2 separate regions of the Capsicum annuum genome follow, and region 2 is linked to region 1. A link is a contact called in public Hi-C data. All regions are on one chromosome and are shown on one strand. Each heading gives the region's core, a stretch centred on a gene start, on an enhancer-like site or on the middle of the called end of the contact. The rest is flanking DNA. Distances are from core to core; before and after follow the strand shown.

Region 1 (7,008 bases), core at 397-2,896:
AACAATTCAAACAAAGATAATGCTTATTAATTAGTTACTATCAATTTTCTTTGTGTTTGTTTTACATTCATACATATAATTTAAGCAAAAATTCATATAATGATTAATGAACAATGATCTTTACTTTGATAAAGAATAATGACACCAAAAATAATAGTAAATAATAGCAAAAAAATAACCAAAAGATGAAAAAGAATGATTGAATTTTGTTATGTAAGTCAAAATCAACTTGCAAATATATAATCATTCTACAATTTTATATCCTTATTTTTATTCATTCCGACTCAATGTTTATCAAATGTTTAAATTTAGAATTCGTACATTTAAGGACAAAATCATTTTTTTTTTTGTTACAATTATCACTCCAAATTAATTGTTTCCTTGAACAATGCATTGATTTAAAATTTATAAGTCTTGATACTTTTAGTTTTCATTTTTTAGATTATGAAAATCTTATTTATATACATAATTTAATTGAGAACAAAAAATATGAGTTTGATGCATAATCAGTCCTTTGAACTAATTATGACATTTTATATTCTCGATTTGACTGTTGTTCCAATTGAACACCTAAACGCTTAGTAAATGTTTTAATCATATTTTTTTGTATGTGCATGTTCTTCACTATTAGATAATTAAGTTAACTACATGAAATGTGGCATTTCATTTACTTGTAGGTGTTTGCATCAATAATAGACGAATAAAAATACATACAAAGATTAAAATCGAAATTGTCGAATTGAAACATTTATTAGGTATTGAAGTGTTCAATTTAACACGACTTAACTCGAGTGTCTATATAAAATATACCTTAACAAATTTAAGACACTGACTATGTATTAAACAAAAAATAAGAACTCTGAAAAAGTCATTTGATAGTCAGGATATGATAAACAAGGATATCCCATAAATTATTTCATTCCACCATGATAATCCCCCTACCCCAAATCAGTTAGGGGTCCTTTGGTAAACCGAATGAAATAAGTATGAATATTTCATGGGATTATTTTATATCACCCTATATATACACGCGGAATAAAATAGTTTCAAAATTAGTTCATACCACTTCATACCAAACAAAGAATTAAATTAATCCTATTTTTATATCAAAACTATTTTCCTTATCTGATATATCAAACGATCTCTCAATACCTCAAATCAAATACAACTTAAAACTAATCAAAAATTCTATTCCAAAATCATTATCTTTATCCCATGAACCAACTAACCCCAAGAAACAAGAGAGATGCTAAAACCGATATTCCATAAAATTATTTTATCCCGTCATAATAATTTTATCATCCTAAAATTAACTAACATCTCAAATTAAACATAAAGCTAAAATTAATCCAAAACTATATTCTGAAATCATTGAAATTGAGTCGAGCATTATGAGCTATCACATTCAATTTTCAACAAAAACAAATATTAATTAATTTATTTCTAATAGGAGATTATAAATATCTCTTGAAAATAACCTCCATGCACATAAATTAATTCAAATATCATAATTATAAAAAAAAATAAAAAATTATTAAGTAGTATCTTTTATCTCATGTAGCAATGAACCCTAGGAAACAAAGTGAAAGCAAAGCAGAGGGCCCAAGTAAAAACCGACTCGAATAGAAAGAAGACGAAGCAACATAACAAAACTCAATTTGTGTTTGGGTGTATCTATATAACCTCCTCCTTCCCCAGGGTTAGAAGTACTAGCTTAACCAATTTCACACACAAAAAAGCCTATAAAGGAGCCCCCTATATACACCCCCTACCTCCGCTTTTACCTTCACCTCTTCCTTCTCACCATCTTCTCTTTCTTCGCTTTGGGGTTTTCCTTCTTATTCTTCTCTCTATAAACCCTATTTTTCTCTCTCTTTCTGTACAGTCTCTATTAACACTCTTTCTGGATGATTCAGGTATCGATTTTGATCGATTTCATGATTTTTCCCTTTTTTATTTATGTATTTGAATGTGTGGATTTTTTCTGATTTTTTTGGGGCTGATTTGTGTTTTTTTTGGATTTGTGTTGTGGTTCAGTGAATAGTTACAAGGAGATATGACGACGTTAAGATCGAGTTTGCCGTCGAGGTTACGGCAACTTCTATCCAGCGAAGGAGCTATTGGTCCATCTATTAAACTAGACTCTGAACCTGTACGTGCTACTCATTTTTGTCTTTTTACTCATTGCTTACTTTTTATTTTTATATTTGGTTGCTGCTCTGTGTTGTTTAGGGTTTTGGTGTTGTCGAACAGATTGTTTCGTAAAGGGATTTTTTTTCCCGGTAGGGTTTTGTGTTAATGAACAGCTTGTTTCGTAAAGGAATGGGTTTTTTTTCGTAGGGTTTTGGGAATTATTTCACAAAGTGCATTTTTTTTGGGAGTGTTGTTTTGTTTGAGGCGAGGAATGTCTGCTGTTGTGGTCTCGTGGTTAATGGGGGTGGGTTGAGCACCATGAGATTTCGGGTTCAAATCTTGACAGAGGCAAACATTAGGTGATTTGTTCCAGTACGTTCTAGCCTTGGTGGACAAAGTTACCTTATACTTGTTACGTGGAAATAGTTGGGGTACGTCCGGCACCACACTCGTAAAAAAAGTGTGTTGGTTAGGATTTTGTATTTATAGGAACCACTTGTTTATGAAAGGGACAATTTTTTCCCTTCGGTTTTTTGGAATTACTTCACATTGTGCTTTTTTTCGTATTGGTGTTGTGTTTGAGGCGTGCAATGTGTGTTGTTGTGGCTTAGTGGCCAATGACATAGGTTGAGCACCCGGAGGTGTCAGGTTCAAATCCCATTAGAGACGAGACACTAGGTGATTTATATTCCTTTCTGTTCTAGAAAATCTTGGTGGACATAGTTACGTGATATTTGTTCCGTGGAATTAGTCATGGAAATGTGTGTTGTTAGGGTTTTGTCTTACCGGGGAGTTGTCTTCTTTTGTATCTTAGGGTTTAGTTTTGATTGGAAATCATATTTCACAATGTACCTTTTTTCTATTTGGTTTATTGTTTTTAACTGCTTATGCTATCTATGTTTATATACTTCTATTATCAGTCATCTGCCAGCTTTTTTCCTTTGCATTTTATGCTTTTTCATGATTGGCATGTGGAAATTCTATGTCACAGGCGTATTGATACCATCTGGTCTGAAGTTTAATATGTACTTATGCCATGTGATCTTTAAAATAAGTCTCATTGTTATGATCATTAACATGTGATCTTTAGACCTCTTTTTTGAAACTGCAAAGAGGTTCTAAAAATCACAAGCTAATGATCATAATAATTAGACTCAATTGTAGTAATATCCAATCAGCAAGCTCTTGGATTAGAACTTCATAGTGAATTTGCTGGAAATAATTACCTAATACGAGGCTGAAATTGGAGGACTCTGGGATTAGATATGACATGAGTTGGTATGACATTTGTCGATTAAAACCGTATAATGTACATGTGTGATCCTTAAATATATTAAATCTCAAAATATAAAAGATGCATTCTTCTCGGCCTCCTTTAGGGAGTTGGAGCTATCTGATGTTTACAGTAAACTAGCTTTGCTCTATCTTGTATTCATTTTTGAGATTTCATTCAGTTTTAACACAAACTAAACTGAGACCTGTCCATGAAAAGGATAGTTTCAAACTGACAGTTGTAATACTATTAGTTTGCCGGCATGCATTTGTTTGTTGAAATTCAATTTCAGTAATATTTTTGTCTGTCCTTTACTTTCCCTTTTACTTCTCAATACTCGAGTCCAAACTAGTTGGTTCAACAAAATGACTTGCTATTTTCTTTTTTCTCTACTCGGGCCAGTCAGTTTCATTCTGATAATGGCAGATATCAACAAGATTATACTTAGTATCCGGTTTAGCTTTCGAGCCAATTCATTTTCAGTCAACAATGGTAATGGTCAATCATCTTTTAAGTCAAATAGGAGCTAAAACTAGAGGCTCTTTGATTTCAAACTTGTCCCCGCACTAAGATTCAAGTCTAACTAGCAATTTTGGCAACATCTGAGCTAATGTAAACTTGACAAAGCAAAGACTTAATTCTATACGGGTGACTGCACAAGTTTTTTGGGCAGTCTATTTTTTGTATATACAATATATTTTACATTATTCCCCCAACAAAATACAGACTTAATCCTGACCCCAACAAAATACAGACTTAATCCTGATTAGGTGGGTACCGGTAACATGTGTTCTTTGCTTCTACTATGATTTGCTTCTGTTTAAGTTCCTGTTGTTTCCAAGAAATTGTTGGGTTTTTGGGACAAGTTTCATCCATTCTGATTTTAAGGCTCTTCTGTGGTGTCTTCAATTATCATTCTGTGGAACATATGCACATATCGGCCATTCATATATTTTTTTTTGAAACTGGTAATACTGTATTCCTCAGCCTTTAGGATATGCTGGTGACCTCCATAAAAGGCTGTAACAAGCCAAAACAGGAGTATGCAGTAAACCTTAGAGATCTATCACATGTTCAGCATCTTCTATACATTGTTCTTTACACCAAAATAGGAAGTTGCGATACAACTCCCTTTGATTTTCTGAAAGCTGTTGAATCCATATGGGCCATTCATTTGGAGGACTACCTAGACTATGTCCAAACAATCACGGGCAAAGCTTATTATTTATCCTTTTTATGCACACCTCTTCTCTAAGTTGTGTCCAATCTTGTACCAGTGCACAATTGCATTTTCCACGACGATCATTGAATATGATCGTGATTCTCTTCCTCGGTTCTTTTCAATCGGTGTTCTCATATGTAGCTGAAGATGCTGGTGTTTTGAGGATTGTCGTTTATCATGTTGGAAAGTGTTGTGTTGTGGATCTAATGTATTCTCTGCGTGTTTTATGTTTCTAGCTTTGCCGTGTCCCTTAACATGAGGGAACAACCATACTTATCAAAAGAAAACAAAAAAATCAGGAAATATCATAGTATATGGCACCTTTTTACATTTTGTTTGGATGAACTGTGGTTATTCTCGTAGGAGTAATTCTCAAGTTTGTGGGAGCCATCTAATCATCTTTTCATGGATCTAGTAATGTACAATGATTTAATCATATGCAAAGAAAAAATAAAGAAATAAATCATCTGATTAGTGTCTTGATTTCTGCTGCTTGAAAGTGCCCGGACTTCTACTTTTCGCTACTATCCTCTTTTGTAGTAGATGGTATTTTTATCTTTCGTGCTTATTTCTTTCTTTTTAAAGTTCTCCCTATTAACTGGTATAATCTTATTGTGCATTTATCCACATCAGCCCCCCAGAATAAAAGCCTTTATTGACAAGGTCATCCAGTGTCCATTACAAGATATAGCAATACCTCTTTCTGGTTTCCGCTGGGAGTATGGCAAGGTGAATACATTTACCTTTTCTTATCCTGCCGCGGCCTTTATACTTCAGACTTTGGCTTACCTGACCTTCTCTTTTCAGGGAAATTTTCATCACTGGAGACCATTGTTTCTACATTTTGATGCATATTTCAAGACGTACTTATGTAGTAGGAAAGATCTCGTCTTGTGTGATAACATATTAGGAGATGATAGCCCTTTCCCCAAGCAAGCAGTTCTACAGATTTTACGTGTGATGCAGATCATACTAGAAAATTGCCATAACAAGGGTTCATTTAGTGGCTTGGAGGTAAGCTGAAGATGCTAAAACTTTCTGCCCCTTTTTGAATGAATGTCTGTAACAAGAATGCACATGTACTGATGATGTCCAAATTTATTTACTTTGAACCTGGCAGCATTTCAAGCTTTTGCTGGCTTCAACAGATCCTGAGATCCTCATTGCAACTTTAGAGACTCTTGCTGTATTAGTAAAAATAAATCCTTCGAAGCTACATGCAAGTGGTAAATTGGTTGGGTGTGGTGCTATAAATAGTTGTCTACTGTCACTTGCGCAGGGATGGGGAAGCAAGGAAGAAGGTCTGGGCTTGTATTATTGTGTTACTGTAAACGAAAGAAGTCAGGATGAAGGCCTATCTTTGTTTCCATCCAGTGTGGAAAATGATGGCGACAAGTCACTTTATCACTTGGGGTCCACCCTTTATTTTGAGTTGCATAGTGTCAGTGCCGAAAACAATGCTGAAAGTGAGGATGGTGCAGCATCAACGAGCATGAGTGTAATTCACATACCTGATCTCCATGTACGGAAAGAGGAAGATCTGTCGCTAATGAAGTTCTGTGTTGAGCAGTATAAGGTTCCTCCTGAGCAAAGGTTTGCATTGCTGACAAGAATCAGATATGCACATGCGTTCCGTTCCCCCAGAGTATGTAGGCTTTACAGCAAGATATGTCTTCTTGCTTTCATTGTGCTTGTCCAGGCTAGTGATTCCCATGATGAACTTTCGTCCTTTTTTGCTAATGAACCTGAATACACGAATGAGTTGATAAGGATTGTCAGATCTGAAGAAACCATCTCTGGAAATGTTAGAACACTAGCAATGAATGCCTTGGGCGCACAATTAGCTGCTTATGCATCATCACATGAGCGGGCGAGGATTTTGAGTGGATCAAGCATCAGTTTTGCTGGTGGTAATCGAATGATCCTTTTGAATGTTTTACAGAGAGCAATCTTGTCACTAAGCAGCTCAAATGACTTGTCATCAGTATCCTTTGTTGAAGCTGTTCTGCAGTTTTACCTGCTACATGTCATATCCTCTTCAAGCTCTGGTAGTGTTATTCGCGGGTCTGGAATGGTGCCAACTTTTTTGCCTCTAGTAGAGGATGCTGATCCTGCACATATACATCTTGTTTGCCTGGCTGTGAAAACACTGCAAAAGCTTCTGGATTATAGTAATGCAGCAGTAACCCTTTTCAAAGATCTAGGTGGAGTTGAGCTTTTGGCTAATAGGTTACAGATAGAAGTGCACAGAGTGATTGACAGAGCTGGAGATGATGACAATTCTATGGTCATTGGTGAGCATTTTAAATCTAGTGAAGAACAAGTATATGCTCAAAAGAGACTTATTAGGGTCTTATTGAAGGCACTTGGATCTGCTACC
Region 2 (7,008 bases), core at 1,808-4,307, 58 kb before region 1:
TTGTTGCCGTCAAAACTGCTAGCAAATCTTAAGCAACGAGGACCTGAGGAGGAAGACAGAGAAGCAGCGGCACTAAACCGCACTTGCTGTTGCTAAAACACGTGACTTCTTTGTCTTCTCATTAATCGTTTCTGCTCCAAACAGCGCAGCCCCAACCTCAATAGTCTTCACCCTTTCAGCAGTAATTCTAATCGTACGATTGTATAGCACGAGAACTGGAGGGTCGTGATTGATAAAAGTATAACACAGAGACAATTCTCCACACAATGCAGTGTCCATGGTATACGCATTCATTATACAATTTGGATGATGTTGAGATGGCGGTAAACAATACCTAAACTTCTCCTTGCTGAAGTTGAAGTAGGCGCTACACTTAACACAACCGGTCCAATAAACAACCCCATCGAGGAAAACACATTCCTTAGCCTGTAAATATCACACGGGTCAGGTTTTAACCAATTCCTGACTTTTCTCCAGGAGGAGTTGGTTACTCCTAGCGTTAGAAGTTTGGCCCTCTTTGCTTTTCCTTCTTCTGGACGACTGAAAAAGCAAAGCAATTTGTAGTTTTGAGTCACTTGATCAAACCCCAGGGTACTCAAATTTGTACGATAATAGTCTCTGTGGCAATGCTTGTATCTCCCTTGTGGTGACATTGTATAAATAAAGTTGACAGTCTTTATAGCTATACAAGCAAAAACAAGGCCATTGCAATGATTTCTGCAAATAGTCATCTCCCGAGCATCGCAAAAATAATCAAGTTGTAACGAAAATCCTACCGATTCACGTGTTTCTGCATCACGGCATGGTTCATCAATATTAGGATTTGTTTTGAGTAGTTGAAACAAGATTCGGGTGGCTGAGGGGCGGTCTTTAGAACGAGCATAGTGGGGACCGGGCAAAGGTGGGGTGTTTTATCTGAGTATTCCAAGCTTTAGAAACACACTTGAATCGCATGAGGGACTTAGCAAGGAGATATGTTAAGATCTCCATTACTATGTCATCGGAGCAACACTAGCATAGGGCTAGGGCTTTTCAATACTCAGGCAGTGTTGAACAAGTGGACGTTACGTATTTTTTTATAGGCAGATTTAGACGCTGAAGAGGGCTCGTCTTCTACCAGCATAATCTAACCTAATCATGATCCATTTAGGTTTGAGCCACACATATAATTTTTATATCACAAAACACCCTTACTGTCAGAATTGGGATTACAAGGGGAAATTACCAAACTATGCTATTTTAAGAAAATATTTACCATCTATACTAATAGAATTTTTTTAACCAAATACAGCAATTAGCAATGTGAATTGTCCATAACTGCAGATTTGTCGAGCTTATGGTGATTGTTTACATAATCTAAACCGGTAAAGTGTCAAGCTTATTTGTGATTGCTTGACCTTACAAAAGTAATACTTTTATGTGATCAGTTTCAGTACTCGCGCTTACTGGCTGTTGTTGTGATGATTTTTCCTGCTTTTGGGGCTCTTATTTGTTTTTTGAAAAGATACTAAGTTTGCTGATCTTTTAATTCTTTAATCTGCCAAATAACATGCTTTGATTTACTAGATATAATGGCTATATCTCTTTGTCTATGGGCTTTATGTTGAAGAACAAATTGTGAAGAAGGGATGAATGATTTACTAGGTGATTCCGATGAGTATTTCACTCTTGGAAGTACCATAATCCACATGGTCCTGCTAGAATGTGTCATATGGTCCAATGTGGAAACTTCTATTTTATATGTTCTTCTGTCAACGATGAATGGGGAATTGAGTGGTTTAGATACTCTGTTCACTCAGTTAGCAGTATCCTGTAAATCATGAGGTACTCAAGTAAGAATTCTTCACCGTTTCATCCAACTTATCTTGGTGAAATTGCTATTGTCTTTCAACCTTCTGGATTTGTTTGTTGCTTATTGAGTAGCATTTTGATTTTGGGATGTGCAAATGCTGTGAGATCATCTGTTGTCTCTATTTTAGAATATTAACTGATCATGCACCTATTTAATATACGCTATTTTACAGGTCACCAAGTTTAAAGTGATAATCTGATGCAAGTATGGGAAAACTATTAAAGAGATAGTTAAAACGTTAGTTTGATAAAGAAAGCACTTACCAACACATCAAATTTCAGAAGTTAAATAGTTCATTAATTTGAATGGTGTCAAACATTTTGGCACGTCTTAAAATGGGGAAAATGTCATATAAGATGGAATGGAGGGAGTAATGTTAGACGAAGGATCTCATATGTGCAAACCCTGTGGTCTTCTGCTTGCTGTATTATTAGAAAAGAGAAGCATCCCCTGTGATATGACTGCCATCTTAAACATCAGGGAGAAGGGCTAGCTGTATTATCTAGAGCAGCAGTGGTAGCCAGTAAGGACAATGTTCTTCTTAACATGTTTATTCCAAGAGGGCTGCATCTCGTCGTACCTTATCATGGAAACTCCATTATCAATGTCGTCTGGGCCAGTTACCCCAACTAGACTAACCATTTGACTTCTGACAATGAGAGGAAGAGAAGCCCTCTTGAGTTAGAGATCGGACTCGCCTTCTTACTATTTTACAGCCTCTTCTGTGTTCTCAATCGGAATAGTCAGGCCAACGATCTTTTTCTTTTATTAGGAACCGAATCCGAGTGCATCTAGCTAATGAAGTCACACTCAAAGAGGCCTCGACAGGTGTGTGTGCCCTGATTGAGGAGATAAGTTTCCGTTAGTGACTTTGAAAGTAGCAAGTCTTAGTGAGTACTACTTGCTACTGAGTTGTTAAGAATTAGAAGAAACACTAACTGTAACTGGAAGTGATATAGAGGAGGAAGAAGTTGTGTATCTAACATGATTGAGACAAGTCACCCAATAGTTAAAATACTTCAAATGCAATAAAGTTTTCAAGAGGCGTAGTCTCCTTGATAACAAAAGATGGAACGGCACAACTTGCAATTCGTGGTCAATATGAAAACTCAAAGCCCAAATTCTTGGTCATGATTCTTGTAGGTTTCCAATGTTTTGTCTTGTCTGCCCTGTCATCCTTGTGACCTGGCATACCTTTCTAATTCAATGGGGGCTATCCTATATGACTAGAGTTTGATAACAAACCTCACCCTAACTCGAGGACTAGCAATCAGCCTGTGTTTTCTCCCAGACTTGGTTGACGTCTTGCTTCCTATAAGGGTGGACAGCTAGAAGAGTGCTTTCAGCTGAAAAGCCAATACCTTGGACTAAAGATCCTTCGATTCACATCTTTGTTAGAACAATAATGATAATTGTACAAGAAATTCAAAATAAACTTGCTTGGCTTAGAGACACGATAATACGTTTCTTGAAGATAGTTGAAGTCTCTCCCACGAACAAACGGAAGAATTAGTAACAACTCTATCTTCGGGATTCAACTAAGCCACAAAACAAATAGCATTCAAGAATGCTTCTCTTCTATTTTTGAATTGGTGATTTCACCTTTTGATCAATATCTCTCAAATGTTTTTTAAGGGAAAAGTAACTTTTTTTTTTAGTGCTTGTCTTTTCAAACAAAAGAAATACTATTTATAGGGTAAAATTTTCATGCAAGAGAAAAGTATTAATTAATTAATAGTAAATAGATTCATGAATACTTTAAAACAAAAAGTAACTTTCTTTCAAGAACCTAAAACGTATAATTTAAAGAAGAATGAATTTGAAGAACGAATTTGTCAAATTCATGTTCTTTGTAACTCCATACTTTTAACTAATACATTTGTTTCAAAAATTAATTGAAACATAACTCAAAATCTTTAACCGATGTATTTGTTTCAAAATTTATTGAAACACAACCTTTAACAATAACAATCCCCCACTTGTTTCAAGAAATTTTATCTTTAAAAACAAAATTCATTTGAGACATCAATCTAGCAACATGCATCAATAATGGTGTCTTTTGGGCTTGAACCATTAGCTAGTGAAGACTTTCTAAATCATTGACTACTTAGTGAACAAATCTTGAACTAAGTGGTTCATTAAATGAAGTAGAAAAATACTCCACGCATATTGCTATGTTCCGATGAAAATCAAAATCCTTTGACACCTTACGGTCATGTGTTCTGAATCCTTTTAGCTAAGTGCTTTAAGATTTCCCTATTAAAATCTTATTGAAGCGGCCTCCACTTCGCACTTAGTGCGGTGAATTCATCAAGAGTAACTTTGCATACTCCGACTAAATAGTCTATGAATTTCATTAAGAGAAATTAATCTCATCCTCCTTTATAGCAAAGTATCAGTAAATCTATCAAGAGTGTTTCTATTATTTACTCCAACCGAGATCGGTCTTATAGATTTATCAAGAGAAAAAATCTCAACTTATGCACATCTACTCACTCTCTAGGGAAAAAGAAAATTTTATAGATGTGCTTCACAATCGTAACTTTACTTGTTTTTTTTTCCTTTGAACCCAAGATTACATCATTAGGTAGAGTTTCCATAAAGTACAATCAATCTACAACAGACTTTATTCCAATCCCATTATAAGTTTGTATCACCAATTCTTTGCCTAACCCTTTAGACAAAGGATCTGCTAAATTGAGTTTGGACTTCACATATTGAAGCGATATTATGCCATCCTCCAATAATCTTCTCACATGATTGTGTTTGAGACGAACTTGTCTTGACTTGCCATTGTAACAATCACTTCAAGCCCGAAATATAGCAGCTTTGTTATCACAATAGATAGTCAAAGGTGGTATTGGTTTACTCCATAATGGAATATCTATCAGTATACTCCGCACCCAGTCAGCTTTTTCTCCCGCAGAAGACATAGCTATAAATTCTGACTTCATAGTTGAGTGAGTAATACATGTTTACTTCTTTGATCTCCAATATATTGCTGCTCCAGCTAAAGTGAAAATCCAAGCAGTAATAGATTTAGAGTTATTCGGATCAGAATTCCAAGTGGCATCATTATAGCCTTCAAGAACTGCTGAAAAGGTAGAATAATGCAAGCCAACATTAATTGTACCCTTCAGATACCTTAAAACACAAATTAAGACATTTTAATGCTCAACACCAGGGCTACCAGTAGACTTCCTCAAAGTTTCTACTGCATAACCAATATCTGGCCTGGTACAATGCATTTCATACATAAGACTCCCAATAATTTGAGAATATGTCAATTGATCAAGAATATCATCAGAGCTTCGCACTAGTTTGATGCTAGGATCAAATGGTGTAGAAGTAGGCTTGTCATCAAAATGACCAAACCTTTTTAGAACCTTCTCAATATAACTTGATTGAGTAAGAGTCAAACCATTTGCTGATCTTACAATTTTGATGCCTAAAATTACATCAGTTTCCCCAAGATCTTTCATTTCAAACTGAGAAGAAAGAAAATATTTTGTTTCTTTAACTTTTTTTATATCAGTTCCAAAGATCAACATATCATCTACATAAAGACATATTATAACACCAGAATTTTCTTAAAATTTACTAAATATGCAGCTATCTCCATCATTAATTAAGTAGCCATTAGAAATCATAACTTTTCTAAATTTATCGTGCCATTGTTTTGGAGCTTGTTTTAATCCATAAAGAGATTTAAGAAGCTTACAAACTTTATGTTCTTGACCAGGATTGACAACTCTGTTTGGTCGTTTCATGTAGACTTCTTCGTCTAGATCTCTATTCAGAAATGCGGTCTTTACATCCATCTGATGAATCGCAAGACCATGAATTACTGCTAGAGCAATCAAGAGACGAATAGAGGTCATCCGAACAACAGGTGAAAAAGTATCAAAATAATCAATATCTTTCAATTGAGTAAAGCCTTTAGCTACCAAGCATGCTTTGTACTTATCTAAAGTACCATCGAATTTCATTTTCTTCCTAAAAATTCACCGGCAACCAATTGGTTTACATCCAGGAGGAAGATCTGATAATATCCATATATTATTAGACAGTATAGAATTCATTTTATCATCAATGGCTTCATGCCAAAAAGGAGCATTATGTGAAGACACAACTTCAGCATAACTTTTAGGATCCTTTTCAACCAAATAAACTTAAAAATCAGGTCCAAGTTTTTTGATTTGGCTGATCTTGAACTACGTCTTGGTTGACTTTCTTCCAATGGCTCAACTATTTACCTTTTAAGAGGAGAAATAGAAGAACTTGCATCTTGTTTAAAAGAATCTTTTCTCTTGGTAAATATATGCTAAAAAAATTTAGCATGTAAAGATTCAATAATTGTGTGAGGACTTGGGGTCTCAAGATTTAAAAATCTATAAGCCTTACTGGTTTGTGAATAACATATAAACACACAATCTACTCCTCTATATTCAATCTTAGTTAAATGTTGATTCAGTAATCGAACATGAGCCAAGCAACCCCATACTTTAAAATAATTTATATTTGGTTTTTGATTATTCCAAAGTTCATATGGAGATGCATGATGATTCCTGAAAGTAATTCTATTCAAAATATGACATGTTGAAAGTAAGGCTTCAGTCCATAAATTTTCAGACATACCAGATCTATAAAGCATAGAATTAACCATTTCTATGAAAGACCTATTTTTTTCTTTCTGCTACACCACTTTGTTGTGGTGTATAGGACATGGTCAATTATTTTTCAATGCATTCTTTTTCACTAAAATCAATAAAATCTGACTTTAAGTACTCTCCACCTCTATCAGACCTAATTGATTTAATTTTCAAACTCAATTTATCTTCAACTTCTGCTTTATATGTTTTGAAAGTCTCAAATGTTTCATCTTTTGTTTTCAATGAAAAAACATAAGTATATCTTGAGTAGTCATCAATAAAAGTGATAAAATGTCTTTTTTCATGACGTGACAAACAATTCACCTCATAAATACCAGTGTGGATTAATTGGAAAAGTGTGGAAGTCCTTTCAACTGTCTTAAAGGGCTTCTTTATAATCTTGCATTTACTACAAGTAAGACGCTTAGTAGTATGATTCTTTCCACAATCTTTAATTAATCCATTATTCACCACAAGTTGAATGGATCTAAAATTCATATGTCC

The links. A called contact is a pair of places that touch in the nucleus more often than the background predicts.
Region 2: a Hi-C map of pericarp shows a contact between it and region 1, with 4 times the contacts expected there. The contact joins the enhancer-like site here to the promoter of LOC107854474 in region 1. A contact is called at or near these places in 4 of 5 Hi-C or Micro-C datasets (bud, leaf, pericarp and 1 more).

Annotation. Positions count from the first base shown.
Region 1 is chr4:216,156,039-216,163,046 of UCD10Xv1.1, reverse strand. LOC107854474 (E3 ubiquitin-protein ligase UPL1) reads left to right here and starts at 1,646. Exons shown (of 17, transcript XM_016699481.2): 1 at 1,646-1,916; 2 at 2,038-2,152; 3 at 5,262-5,357; 4 at 5,436-5,642; 5 at 5,749-7,008. The coding sequence starts at 2,057.
Region 2 is chr4:216,215,035-216,222,042 of UCD10Xv1.1, reverse strand. No RefSeq gene overlaps it. Among protein-coding and RNA genes, the nearest start is that of LOC107854471, 26 kb to the left of the region's middle. Within about 2 kb of position 3,057, at least 2 of the 5 cell types and tissues checked have an H3K27ac peak or open chromatin away from gene starts, as enhancers often do. A contact at or near this core is called in leaf and pericarp, where this site is marked.